Regions from separate parts of the Mus musculus genome. Here region 2 is linked to region 1. A link is a contact called in public Micro-C data. All regions are on one chromosome and are shown on one strand. Each heading gives the region's core, a stretch centred on a gene start, on an enhancer-like site or on the middle of the called end of the contact. The rest is flanking DNA. Distances are from core to core; before and after follow the strand shown.

The links. A called contact is a pair of places that touch in the nucleus more often than the background predicts.
Region 2: a contact with region 1 is called in a Micro-C map of muscle stem cells, with 4 times the contacts expected there. The contact joins two enhancer-like sites. A contact is called at or near these places in 11 of 39 promoter capture datasets (the 3T3-L1 cell line, 3T3-L1-derived adipocytes, the HPC-7 cell line and 5 more), 2 of 15 datasets of contacts at CTCF or cohesin (the NIH/3T3 cell line and embryonic stem cells), 15 of 484 Hi-C or Micro-C datasets (the C2C12 cell line, the HL-1 cell line, bone marrow-derived macrophages and 7 more), 7 of 115 datasets of contacts at active chromatin or transcription factors (the NIH/3T3 cell line, double positive thymocytes, embryonic fibroblasts and 3 more) and 4 of 9 other capture datasets (adipose tissue, embryonic stem cells, liver and 1 more).

Annotation. Positions count from the first base shown.
Region 1 is chr7:113,145,340-113,151,724 of GRCm38.p6, reverse strand. It overlaps Gm33659 (a long non-coding RNA gene), which reads right to left and starts at 124. Exons shown (of 3, transcript XR_378433.2): 1 at 38-124. Within about 2 kb of position 3,769, at least 142 of the 459 cell types and tissues checked have an H3K27ac peak or open chromatin away from gene starts, as enhancers often do. A contact at or near this core is called in muscle stem cells, where this site is marked.
Region 2 is chr7:113,217,181-113,223,565 of GRCm38.p6, reverse strand. The region is part of intron 1 of Arntl (aryl hydrocarbon receptor nuclear translocator-like); the gene reads right to left. Among named protein-coding and RNA genes, the nearest start is that of Arntl, 13 kb to the right of the region's middle. Within about 2 kb of position 2,520, at least 12 of the 459 cell types and tissues checked have an H3K27ac peak or open chromatin away from gene starts, as enhancers often do. A contact at or near this core is called in muscle stem cells, where this site is marked.

The DNA of each region.
Region 1 (6,385 bases), core at 2,520-5,019:
TTTTGTGTGTGAGTCAGAGCAGAGCCTGTCTACTCACCCTTCCTCCAAGGTTATGTGTCTCCCAGAAGAATATAGCCAGAACCCCAGCCCTGGGGAAGAGCCAGGCTTGGGGCCACCGCTGCCAGAACTGGTTTCTGTCTGCTGCTTTCTGCTTTGGTGTCTCTTTGTATCTTGTCTGAGGGTTCCCTTCTGAGGTGCCATTCAGTGGATGTCTAGGGAGAGAGAGAGAAGGTCCCTGGCTCACCACTTCCTGGGGCAAAGGGGGTGGAGGGAGTAGGACCGGTTATCAACACTGATTAAATTCAGATCTCAGACACTATCACCCAGGCCAGGAGCCTCATGCTTAGTTGGGATTCTGATCTTCATTCCATATTTTTGTTTATTTTTCTCCAAGTATAAAAAGACAGCATAGACTTTCCCCCAAATGATGTTCAGTACATTGCAGTGCAGAGGCAGTAAGAATGCTCCGGAGAGAAGCTGCCTATGTTTTTTTCTTTTGTGTTTCTCTCGTGCATCTTCAGGAAAGAGAACAGAACTCTTGACGGGGATAATCTTAAGAGGCTCCAGATAGGAGAGACACTGCCATTTGTCAGCAACCCAGTGGTTTCTAAGTCTCTTTCATGGCTGAGATCCCCTTGAGCTGAATCATAACAGTCCCCCCCCCCCTCCAACGGCAGAACACAAAGCCCTTGACTGAGAAGGAAAATAAACATTAATCAGACACTTTTTGCCTTAGGAAGGAAAATGTGGGTGGAGGCCTTCAAGCAGGCCGGGCTCCTGTTTGAGCCAACAGTCCCAAGGTGCAGTGTGCGCTGAGATTTGAAGACTAGCTACTTCCTGAGAGTGGCTCTAAGTCAGTCAACGTTTCCATGGGAGATGCCACTTTTGCGTGAAGAAAAGTTATTTTAAGCCTTCAACAATGGGGAAGGAATAGAAGCCGCAGTCCTTTCTGGAAACTCACAGACTGGGCAAGCTTCCCTCCATGCAGAGACAATAGCTTGGACCCGGCTGAAATTTGTGATCTGCAAGTGCCAGCGGGGCAACTTGGGAAGAAGAAGGGAGATAAACCAGCGGCTTCTTAAGATTGTCAGGCCAACTGTGGATTGTTGCTAGGAACACACCGTCTTCATTTATTTCCGTGATGGCTTCTCTCTTCTCAAAGTCAGAATCATTTTCCTAGATCCTTATCTTCTTTGTGATATGCTCCCTCATATCCCAGCTCCTGGGAAGGCATGAACAAATAAATGTCTGTTCACCTGACATAGGGCGCCAGCAAGCAATTAAAGAGATCATTCCACCCAAATCTAGCTATGGGAACCAGTGAGGCTACCGTGGTTACCTCCGGGATCACTGTGACTAAAGGCTCATCCAGCTTGGATGACAACCTGGAAAAGCTTGTATCCCTGGAGAGCCAAGGATAACTCACAGAGTCCCCCTTTCCCTGGCAACTGTTTACTGTCAGATGACCCAGAAAGGGGGTGTGAAGCCTGTAACTTCCTGAGCTTCCTGAGGCTGCTAAGTTTCATGACCTTGCAAAGCCTTTGAGGATATTTCTTAACTCCAGGGGGTCTGAGGCACCTCCCTCTTCCTGCCTCTCTCCAGGCGGGAATGCTTCACCTTAGAGGGAACAACTTCAGAAGAGCATGCCATGCCTGGCCTTTCTGTTACCTCTGCCTACCAGATCCCAGACTCTCTGTCTCTTTGTCTCTCTCCTTGAAATGGGATCTCTTTACATAGCCCCAACTGTACCTGAAGTCACTCTGTAGACCAGGCTGTCCTCAAACTCACAGAGATCTACCTGCTTCTGCCTCCCAAGTGCTGGGATTAAAGGCATGCGCCACCATGCATGGCTACCAATTTTCTGATTTCTTCTCAGGGTTAACCTTGGACTGTGGGGTTTTGCTATAGTCAAGGTCTAGGAAAATCTGGGCCTTGTCTAGGAACAGGGAGGGATCCCTTTAGCTCCCATATCAGCACCAAGGCTTTGTCTGTGGGATGTCAATAAACATCTTAATTCAACCAAGACTTGGTCCCACATCAAGGATTTGTGCTTGACATCACACAGGGCTTGTGAAGGTCTGGTTATGATGTGACCTCTGTAGTCACAGGAGTACCTCCATATTCTCAAGACTCTGATCACAGTAAGGCAGGAGTCATGGGTATCAAGTGGACAACATCCAGTCAAAGGGCCTCACTGTCATCCTATCAGAGGCAATGCTAATGGTGACCCAGAGAGACTCATGCTGTTCCTGCATTCTACAGAATGAAGTATTAAGATCACAAACTCATGCAACACACATGTATTTTGCCTTATTCAGTTTGGAATGGAAAGTTGCCCTGACCCCATATTTCTTAAGAAGGTAAAAGCCAAGCATATGGGATTTCTAAATAAAGAGGGACTTTTGTGAGGAGAGTGGCTGTCATTCAGCTCTCCATTCCCAAAGGGCCCCAGGCTCCCAGGTAGCTGACATCACCAGCCTGCACCAAGCTTAGCCAGGAAGACAGGTCTTAAACCATGTCTGACTCATGAAGGAAGCCAGCAAAGGACCTAGATCAAGTCTACAAGACCATTCCATCCTGCCCTCCGGTACATGGCATGTGTTCATCAGAAGAGGAGAGAAGGGACAAAGAGGGAGAAGAAAGGAAAAGAAAGGGGAAGACACCCAATAGGATGCAGAATTCAGCCTTCTTGAACTCCTGCAAGACTAGTAACATAACAGCATTATGGAAGTGTTTTAGAAGAGGATTCTGGGAAGGAACCTCTGTTTCAAAGGCAGCTCACTAACGTGACTCATCAAACCACCGTGAGCCATGGAGAGATGCTTGAGAGAGCAGGCGCCTCTCTGAGGAAAAGTGCGTACTCCAGTGGTAGACTCGCTCACCCAAGGCTGACACACTTCCCTGGAAGAACAAGTTAGCAAATGGTGATTATTTCAAGTCACCCACACCCAAGAGACACCTTCTCGGTATGTGGTTGTCCTTAAGGGACATCATTAAACTCTGGTGTTCTGTAGCCCAGTTGGTCATCAGATAAATCATCAGATTTCCTTGGAGGAATATCTTTTGTTTTTTGATTTTTAAAAAAAATAGACAATGTGTGTGAATATGTATGTATGTATGTATGTATATGTGTATGTGCATGTCTGCGTGTGTGTTTGTGTGTGTGTGTGTACAGATGGGGTGTGTGCACATGTATGAATGTTTTCCTGCCTTCCTTTTTTCTTTCATATATACTTTTTATCTTTTGAGACGGTACCTCAGAGCACAACACAAGCTGGATTTGGACTTCGGATCCCCTTGCCTCAGCCTCCCAAGTGCTGAGATTACAGACATGCCCCATTGCCCAAGGCCTTGCATGAATGTACTCTGGTTGTCTTGCTGTCTGCCTCTCTCCGGGACAGAAACTCTTCTAGAAGCCCTTTTTGAGGTCAGGCAGGCCAGCTGTGTCTTGTGGATTTTTGTACCGCAGACAGGAAGGTCTCCATCTGGCTTGTTAATGACAACCACATTTTCAAAACCTCAGACTGGGGCCCAGTGTCTGACCAAGGCTGGGCTTCTACTTCATGAATATAATCATGTGCTCTTTTCACTAAGGGATAGAATGACATCACTTGTCATTAGCCTTTTGCAGAGAATTGTGACAGGATGTTGGGACCACCAAGAACTCAGTGACAAGTGCCTTTGGAACTCCCTTCCAGAGACAGTGATTTGGGAAGCTGGTGCAGTCCTGACTCAGGCACGAAGCTTCTATGCCTCACAGACCGAAGCAGCCTGGGCGACTCGGCATAGCTTAGGGTCCACTGTGGCTAATGAGCTCACTCTTGGGCTGCCGGCCCGGCCCGCCGGTCTGCTGCAAGCTGCCAGCGTCTCAAGCTGTGAATCAGCCTAGGCTGACACTTGATTCAGCATGGCCAAGGAACCTTGGGAACCTCCCCAAACCTGAGCACTTTAGTCCAGAGCTGGAGAGTCACAGGGAAGTCTACCCACCCCAACCTTCCTCTGCCTCCCAGCTACCCTGCTCTTCTGAGAGATTAGAATCCCTGCCATTGTTCTGAAACCCTTAGTTCCACCCACGGTGGCCCTGCCCTGTTGAGGAGGCTGTGGGCTTTGGAAAGGATTCACAAGCGCGCACACACACACACACACACACACACACACACACACACACACACTGTTTCTTTGAGATCCCACTGAATTAAGCTCCTTTGTCCTTCACTTAATTCCAGGGGAGTTAGTCAGCATTAATGGGGTGGTATCTCGAGCTACTTCCCTTTCTGCCTGGAAGTCCACCCACAAGCTTCTTCCAAACGCCACAGGTTTTGTGCCTATTTGTTCTGTGAGTTAACTCTTAAAGGACCTCACAGGAAGAAGAGAAGGCAGCGATGCTCTGAGGGCCCTCATCAGGACCACTGCACATTTTATCCATTGACTCTTTACTGCTGGTGCTGAGGTAGAAATTATTATGCCATTTTCTCGATAAAGAAGCTGAGGCCAGATAAACTATGTTCTCTCCTCCACTCAAGGTCACAGAATTGAGAGTGGATCCTATAATCAACTGAATCCTTACGCACAGGTCCTTAATGTCTAATAATTTGATACCACCAAGTTGGCAAAAGTGTTGTCTGAGGATATCTGTTTCTCAAGTGGCTTTGGCTTAATTTTCCTTAGCATACATTGATTGATTGATTGTATTAGTTGGGGGAAGGTTTTGTGCCACAATAAGGGTGTGGAGACCAGGGGACAACTTTCAAGAATCAGTTATTTCTCTCTACAAAGAGGCTCTCACGGATCCAACTCAGGTGCTCAGGCTTGTCAGCAAGTGCTAATTTTTAATTTTAATTTCCTCCCCAAACCCGTCATTTTAGGAAAGCTGTTGACTCAGTAGCCCTGTTCTCAGTCACAGAGTAACATTTTGTGCCGTGATGACACATGGCACAAACTTCAGGAAGGGTGCGGTCACCCGTGTGACCGAGCTACATGTCAGCCTGGAGACGGGGAGAAAGCTCAGAATTGGCCCACTACTGCCTCTTCTTGTGGTCCTCAAGCTTGCAGTGTCTGTCTGCCATGCTGGTGCTGCCTACCCTCCCTGCCCGGTGTCCACCACATTCTCCAGTTTCTCTTTCCCCATCCTACTGAAACTTCCAAACCAATGCATATTCAGATGGCGTCATCTGTTCTGAAACCTTCCTCGGCTCCCAGACACATGCAGTCAACAAACCTTTCAGAGGGTCTTGAGAGGCCTCCTTGGCAAGCAGCATCTGTGGATATGCACTTTGTGCACCAAGTTTAAGCCACTGAAGGATGGACATCATCAGTCCCCGAATCCTGAGTTGAGCACTTTGTCCTATTTGAAATAGACTCCCCCCCCCCCTTTTTTTTTTTTTTTTTTTGCTTTGAGTGACAGCCACCATCAAGAGGCAGGTGCCACTTCCTGTTGAGATGTGTGCCCTCTAGCCAAGTTTCCACCATACTGCTTCAGGAGTCTGCCTTCCCCAGCTAGCCTGCAGACCCCAGGATCAGCTCTGGGACTTGCTGGCTGCTGCCCTCGGGTGTGAACTGTGTTTCTGGGTGCTGTTTGCCTTCTGAACAGTAACCAAGCTGGGGTTTGCAAATGAGCAGCTTTTGTTACGAATTAGAGTAGATTCAAGGTTATTGTTATTATTATTTTTACAGTAACACCATTTTCACTCGCTTGCCTGGTTTCCTGAGTGGGTGAGTTTCAGCCAGCTTGCCGATAATTGTTCTACTTGTTAAGGCAAAAGGTTAAGAAGAGATCAACAGGTCTTGAGATGATATATTTGGGGTGCTGAGGCTAATCTGTGACACAGACATGTGTGCATACCTGTGTAATTTATGTGTGTGTGAATGCATCTGGTTAGACATTCATACATTCATGCAAAAAAAAAAAAAAAAGCCCTTCCAAGTGAGAGCAGCAGGTATTCAAACCCACTGAAGATTAGCTATGATTAAGACAGAACAATGTGGAAAATACTCAATGTGCTATGCAGAGGAGGGGGCAGGCAGACTTGCAAAATGTGTGCTCATTGTGAATCTGTGAGAATCTGGAAGGCAGGCAAAGTAGGAAAAAAAAAAAAAACAATCCAACTCTGATTCTCGAGGTAGGGAAGCCACTGTCACTTTCTAAAGATGTAATGCCTTGGGTGTGTCTCTATGTGATGGACTCAGTTTAGAGGGCTGACCTTTACCAGCCTGAGTAGTGTGTGCTCAGAGTTTAAAGACAGTCGTCTTTTTGCAAAAATTAAATTAAATCACCGTTACTGTGCACATTTGTGGGGTATGGGCCCAGGCAACTTTTAAGAGCAGGTTCTCTCCTTCCGCTGTGGGATCCAGGGTTCGGACTCACATCATCAGACCTGTACAGCAT
Region 2 (6,385 bases), core at 1,271-3,770, 73 kb before region 1:
CAAAAGTAATTAATCGAAAGAACCCCAATTTCTTTACCAGCAGAAAAAAAAAAATCACCACTAAAACTAGGATGGAAGTTCTCATCTCAGAAAACCATGAAGCCCATGTTTACACCTTCTTGTCTAGATCATTTCTTCAAGGCAATAGTTTGAATAAGCCAGGCTTTTCAAATCGAAGGAATTTTATAACTGCATCTGATTATTCTGAAGCAGGAAATCAAGTCTGGGTGGTCTTTGGAAGGTCAGCGGGTTGGCCAAGTCATTTTAAAGGCTGGTTCACACCCATGGATTCTATCTTCAGTCATGTTATAGCTGGTCATCCACACAGTGAGACTGTGTCACCCAATTGGGAGATGCTCGAATGTCTGCCTCGATACTTGATGCCTACTGGGTTTTATACGTGGGTTCCATTGCTCATCCAGCCAAGAGTCTTGAACCTTTTTTCCTGAAGAGAGGACTGCAGGACAGAGAGCTCCTTTGCATATGCCCTTTTCTACCTCTTGGAATATCCACACTCCATTCAGGAATGGACTCACACCAGGCACTAGGAGGAGTACTGGATACAACAGTGAACAGACAGATGCTCCACCCGTTGCCATGGAGCTGCAAGTGATGAGTGGTCCTCATCCGTTAGCCTCACACTGCTCCAGCAGTAAAGGCCATCAATCACAGCTATCCCTCTTTTATAAATATAATATTTACTAGAATGTCCTACTCAGGTCATAGGTGATTTCTTTCCTTCCTTCCTTTTAAGACAGGGTTTCTCTGTGTAGCCCTGGCTGTCCTGGAACTCACTCTGTAGACCAGGCTGGCTTTGAACTCTGAAATCCACCTCTCTCTACCTCTCTGCCTTTCTCTCTGCACCTCTGCCTCTCTCTGCACCTCTGCCTCTCTGCACCTCTGCCTCTCTCTGCCTCTCTGCCTCTCTATCGCTCTGCCTCCTGCCTCAAGTGCTAGTATTAAAGGCATTCACCACCATGGCCTAGCTAGAGAAAGGCTTGTTTCAAACACAGGTCTCTGACTCCTCAGCAAGGGTTCTTCCTACTGTGCCAATCACATTGGTGAGCTTGCTTCCTCTTGCTGACAACTTAAGATTTTTTGGATTAAGAGTCCTTTCTGCTGCCTGGGTACAAGCTGGCTGCTGACTGTGAGCAGTGAAGTGCTCTGATCTCTAGATGGCTCTAGATGTACTTGTCCTGGTTTCAGTGGTTGCCACACTTCTGGTTCCTGATTTAGGGATTCCCTGGTTCTCATTCACTCTAGCTCCAGATCAACTAACCACTTTGCCATTGCCACCACAATGGCTGGCTACCATCTTCCCCAGTGTTCCATTTCCTTTCCACCACCGACCTTGCTGGGCACACGGTCTCCCAATTAAAGATATTTCCTAGCCTCCTTTGCAGCTATATGTGTCCACAGCACTGAGATCTGACCTCAGGGGGATTCAAGGTCTTCACCATAGAGTGATAGGACCCCTTGTACCCTGGTTCTTCCCACTGAGGAAGGTGAAATGAAGCATTTACCTTCAGTCACCAAGTGGAAGTCACTTGTTGATGACACCAGGCCTAGACCCCCTTCACTCTGGACTGACACATAAGAAATCACCCTCCACCAGGGCTCAGCTACTGTGGGAGTATGGGGTCTGTGGGTCTCCTTAACAGAAGAACTAGCCCAAGTAGCCTGAATGAAACCAGATCTGCACACCCCCAGTGAAGCTAGTAAACACTTAAAAGGGTCTGTCTAGACCTGCACATGAAAGTGTTCATTCCATGTTATTATCTCATGGAAAAATTGTGAATAAAGGACACCACCTGGATCTCAAAGGGAAATCCTATTCAGTCAGAAGAAAACTGAGGAACCCAAAAAAGGAAATGAGCTTCCTTCAGAAATCGTAGGCAATCTTGAGAGAGGTGAGGCCTGCAACCAGTCCTCAGTCTTCTACAGCAGCTCTCTCCACTCCCAGCAAAGGTACTGCAAGCCGAACTGAGGGCCAAGGCTAATGTCTCCATGGAAACAGTTATCACAGGAGCTGTGTTCCTGACCAAGAACTCAATGGTCAACTTTTAGGAGAAATTATATAAACTTCATGATTTGTCAACTATAAAAGCCTTGTGGGTTTTTTTGTTTGTTTTGTTGTTGTTGTTGCTTTCCAGATAAGAGGGCTGCTGGTGGCCCAGGAATCTCCTGTAAAGGACATGTGCATCGTGTATATCATCTGGGGGAGATATGTATTGGCTGAATCCAAGACAAGAAGCTGCCGTGTGATCTTTTATTTACTGGTTCAGAAACAGTTCGTAGCACAAAACACATTAAATTAATCATTCCTGCAGGTCCCAAGGGCTTATAGATACAGTATACAGAACACTTAAGAACAGCTTTAGCAAAGCACGGGGAAGGAGAAACCTGGGTAAGCCTGGTTAGAGTGAAGCTGAAATAGAAATGCAGCATGGAGGCCTGGCTCTGCCACTGACCAGCTGTGGGGCCCTGGGCAGTGACTCACACCCCCAGACTAGTTAGTTCCCAGCCTGCACATGCAGATTCCTAACACCTGTCTCCCAGGGTCATGACAGACACCAAACAAGGCACTGTCTATAAAAACAGCTTAGCAAACTGATTGGGAATGTGAGACGGCACTTTTAGAAAGGGCTTTTAAGAGAAGATGCTGATGCTCATCCACCCAGAAACCCTAGCAGACCAGATGCTGCCCAGCCACTCCATGAGACCTAGAAAAACCTCTCATCCAATAGCTCCTTATGGACTAGGGAGCATAGCTGGCAAGAGTCGGTCTCTGCAGCGCTCTTCACTGACATCCATTTGCTCACCGGCCCCCGAGCAGCCAGCAGGATGTCAGTCATGGGCTCTGAGGAAAAGAGAGCTGCAGTGAGCTGGGGCCACTGCATTGTGATAAGGCTGTCCACAAAAAAAAAAAAAAAAGAGCTCGCAGGCCCCACGGTGCTGTGAGAAGCCCTCAGACTAAGACAGGAAGCATTCTGCAGTTGTAGAAATAAGAAAAATTGCTGGTTTTTTTTGTTTTTTTGTTTTAAAGCAGGCTCTTGAGATTGTGGTTTTGGTCCCAGCTTTTCCACATAGCACACATCATCTGAGGTACTCCTTGAGTTTAGACTCCCTAACAAGAGAACGAGATCTATGTCATCCGCCCTGTAAATGGAAAAGGCAAGGCAGCACTTAGCATGATGCTTAGCATACGTCAACAGCCAAAGATTAGGCACTACTCTTAATATATAACAAATATATATATATATATATATATATATATATATATATATAATATATATAATATACGCACATATATAATGTGTATATATACAGATAGATATAGATATGTATTACTGATAAAGTTAAAAGCTGGAAGATCTCAAGCAAGGTTCTGCTATGCCCCAGCAGCCATGGGCTTTTGTGACTGGCTATTACCTGGACAGTGCTGCTGGCTCATTTATTAATCCCAGGCTAATAGAGGTTCTCCTGGATCTCTGCCTACTGCCTGAGGACAGGTGAACCATGCAAGAGTGCCTGGCCAGCCAGTTGGCTAGATTCTGACACTTGTTTTTCTGGTTTGGAGCTGTTCATCATTATGCTGAGAGATATTCTCAGAGAAGAAGACATTTGCATGACTATCTGTGTCTAACTTTTCCATCCACGTCTGGTAAGAAGGCTCTCCATCTCTGGCTACGAAATGAGTAACTGCCTTGAAAGCATGGCCCCAGGACTGGAGATGGAGGTCAGCTGGCAGAATGCTTGCTCAGCACACACGAAACCCTGGGTTCAGTCCTCGGCACTGCAATAATCAGGGTGCTGGCACAAGCCTGCAGTCTCAGCATTTGGGAGCTGAGAGCAGGAGAATCGGGAGTTCAAGGTCATCCTCGGCTACACAGAAAACTGGAAGCCGTCCCACGCACACGAGGCCCTGTCTCCAAACAAAAAATAAGGCAACAACAAAAATGTTTCTAAGCCAACAAAGTAGCACGAGTCAGCACCCATGTAGTGGACAGCGCCGCATCCTCCGGCAGGCTCAAGAGGTGGCCCTGCTCGGCCAGAAAACCTGTGATGGCCAGCACAATCCCACCAGTAAGACCGTACCTTTCCAGCTTCAAGGCCTGCTTCTTCTGTTGTCTCTCTCAAGCATCAGATTCACCCACTCTGTGAAGGGTTGGATGAGAATTATTTTACCAGCCTAACAACCAGACTCAGTCTGAGACATCAGTGATATGCTTAAGGGATGGTGGTAAGTAGCGGGAGCAGCCCAGACTGCGGGTTATTCCATTTCTAATCCAGTGCTCCTTACAAACAAAACACCTTTGTTTTATAACACTTGTCTTCCAACACGGCGCATTGCCTCTGAAGAACTCATGACTGAGATACCTGGCCGCAGCACACACTTAAAGGCCATGTGCACTGGTAGATGTTTGCAGGATCCAGAACTCCAAAGAACAACTGACAACAGTCACGCCGACTAACACAACTGTCAATTAACTTGGACTTCTAGCTCCATGTCTCTCTCCATCTGACCCATTCAGTTCCTTCCACTCAGACCTCTGCTGCACTTAGCCCTCTGTCTTAGTCAGGGTTTCTATTCCTGCACAAACATCATGACCAAGAAGCAAGTTGGAGAGGAAAGGGTTTGTTCGGCTTACACTTCCACATTGCTGTTCATCATTAAAGGAAGTCAGGACTGGAACTCAAGCAGGTCAGAAAGCAGGAGCTGATGCAGAGGCCATGGAGGGGTGTTACTTACTGGCTTGCTTCCCCTGGCTTGCTCAGCTTGCTTTCTTATAGAACCCAGGACTACCAGCCCAGGAATGGCACCACCCACAAGGGGCCTTTCCCCCTCGATCGTTAATTGAGAAAATACCCCACAGCTGGATCTCATGGAGGCACTTCCCCAACTAAAGCTCCTTTCTCTGTGATAACTCCAGCCTGTGTCAAGTTGACACAAAACCAGCCAGTACACCCTCTATGTACCAACCTACCCACAACCTTCACACAGGGCTCACGTGAACACATAGGAAGTATTACCGTGTCATAACAAAGTAACCTCTGGGGAGCTCTGCTGCCCCCGCCAGTCTCCACCACTTTGACAGGTGTCAATTTATTTTTCCTGTTGCTGATTTAAGAAAAAAAAAAAAAAAAAAAAACCCAAGGGGCTAGTGGGACAGCTCCATGGGAAAAAACACTTGCTTGGCCAATGACAAAAGCCTGGTCACCTGAATTCAATCCTGAGACCTGTTTAAAGGTGGACGTAGAGAGACCGATTCTGCAAAGTTGCCCTCTTCCACGTGCACGCCATGGCACGTGCAAGCAAGCACACACATTATGATAACGGTGGTGGTGATGCTGTTGAATACACTGACAAAAGCAACTGAAAAGAGAAAGGGGGTCATTCTGGCTCGAAATTCCAGGGCAGTCCATCTTGGCAGGGAGCTTGAGAGGCGCCTGGTTACATGGCATCCACAGTCAGAAGCAGAGGGAGATGAACCTATCCTCAGCTCCTTTCTCCCTCTTACTCCGTGGGAAACACCCGTCCATAGAATGTACCACCCTCTGTGAGTGGGCCTTCCTCCCGGATGCTGATAACCCCTCACAAGTGTGCCTGTCTCCTAGAAGATTTTAGATCCTTTCCAGCTGACAATCCATATTAACTACCATACTAGGTGTTTCTAGTTTCGTCCTGTTGCTATGATAAACCCCTCTGGCCAAAAGCAACCAGGGAAGGAAAGGGTTTATTTTATCTAACATTTCCAGCTCATAATCCGTCATTGAACGAAGTCAGGGCAGGAGCCTGCAGGCAGAAGCCATGGATCAATGTGCGCTGGGTCATGCTTCAGGCAGAAGCCATTCATCAGTGTGCACTGGGTCATGCTTCAGGCAGAAGCCATGCATCAGTGTGCACTGGGTCATGCTTCAGCTTCCTTATGTGAAGGGATGGCTCCCCAGGATCAGTCAATGCAGACAACCCCTCACAGACACAGCCATAAGCCAATGTGACCTCGGCAGTCCATCAACAGAGACTCATAGCTGGATCTAAATGGTCACTAGGTAAACTTTGACTGGTCATTGACGTCCCTTTTTTCCATCACAATGTGGCTTAAACACAGCCACTTCAAAACCTTCCATTCTAGGTTAGCCCATCTCAGAATGTGATCTCGTCACTCCCACCTCTGGCCTCTGTTTTATCGGTCCACCTCCGAAAGACAAGTCCCACCCTCCTCTGTAAGTCTAAATCCTAGATAAGGAGCTGGCATCTGAACTAGGGACCTTATACTTGCTCACCATACACTTAACAAATGAGCCATTTCCCCAGCCCAGGGAATGCTCCTTAAGGAAATAAAACTACAGGCTCTTTCCTGGGTCACAAAAATGAATCAGC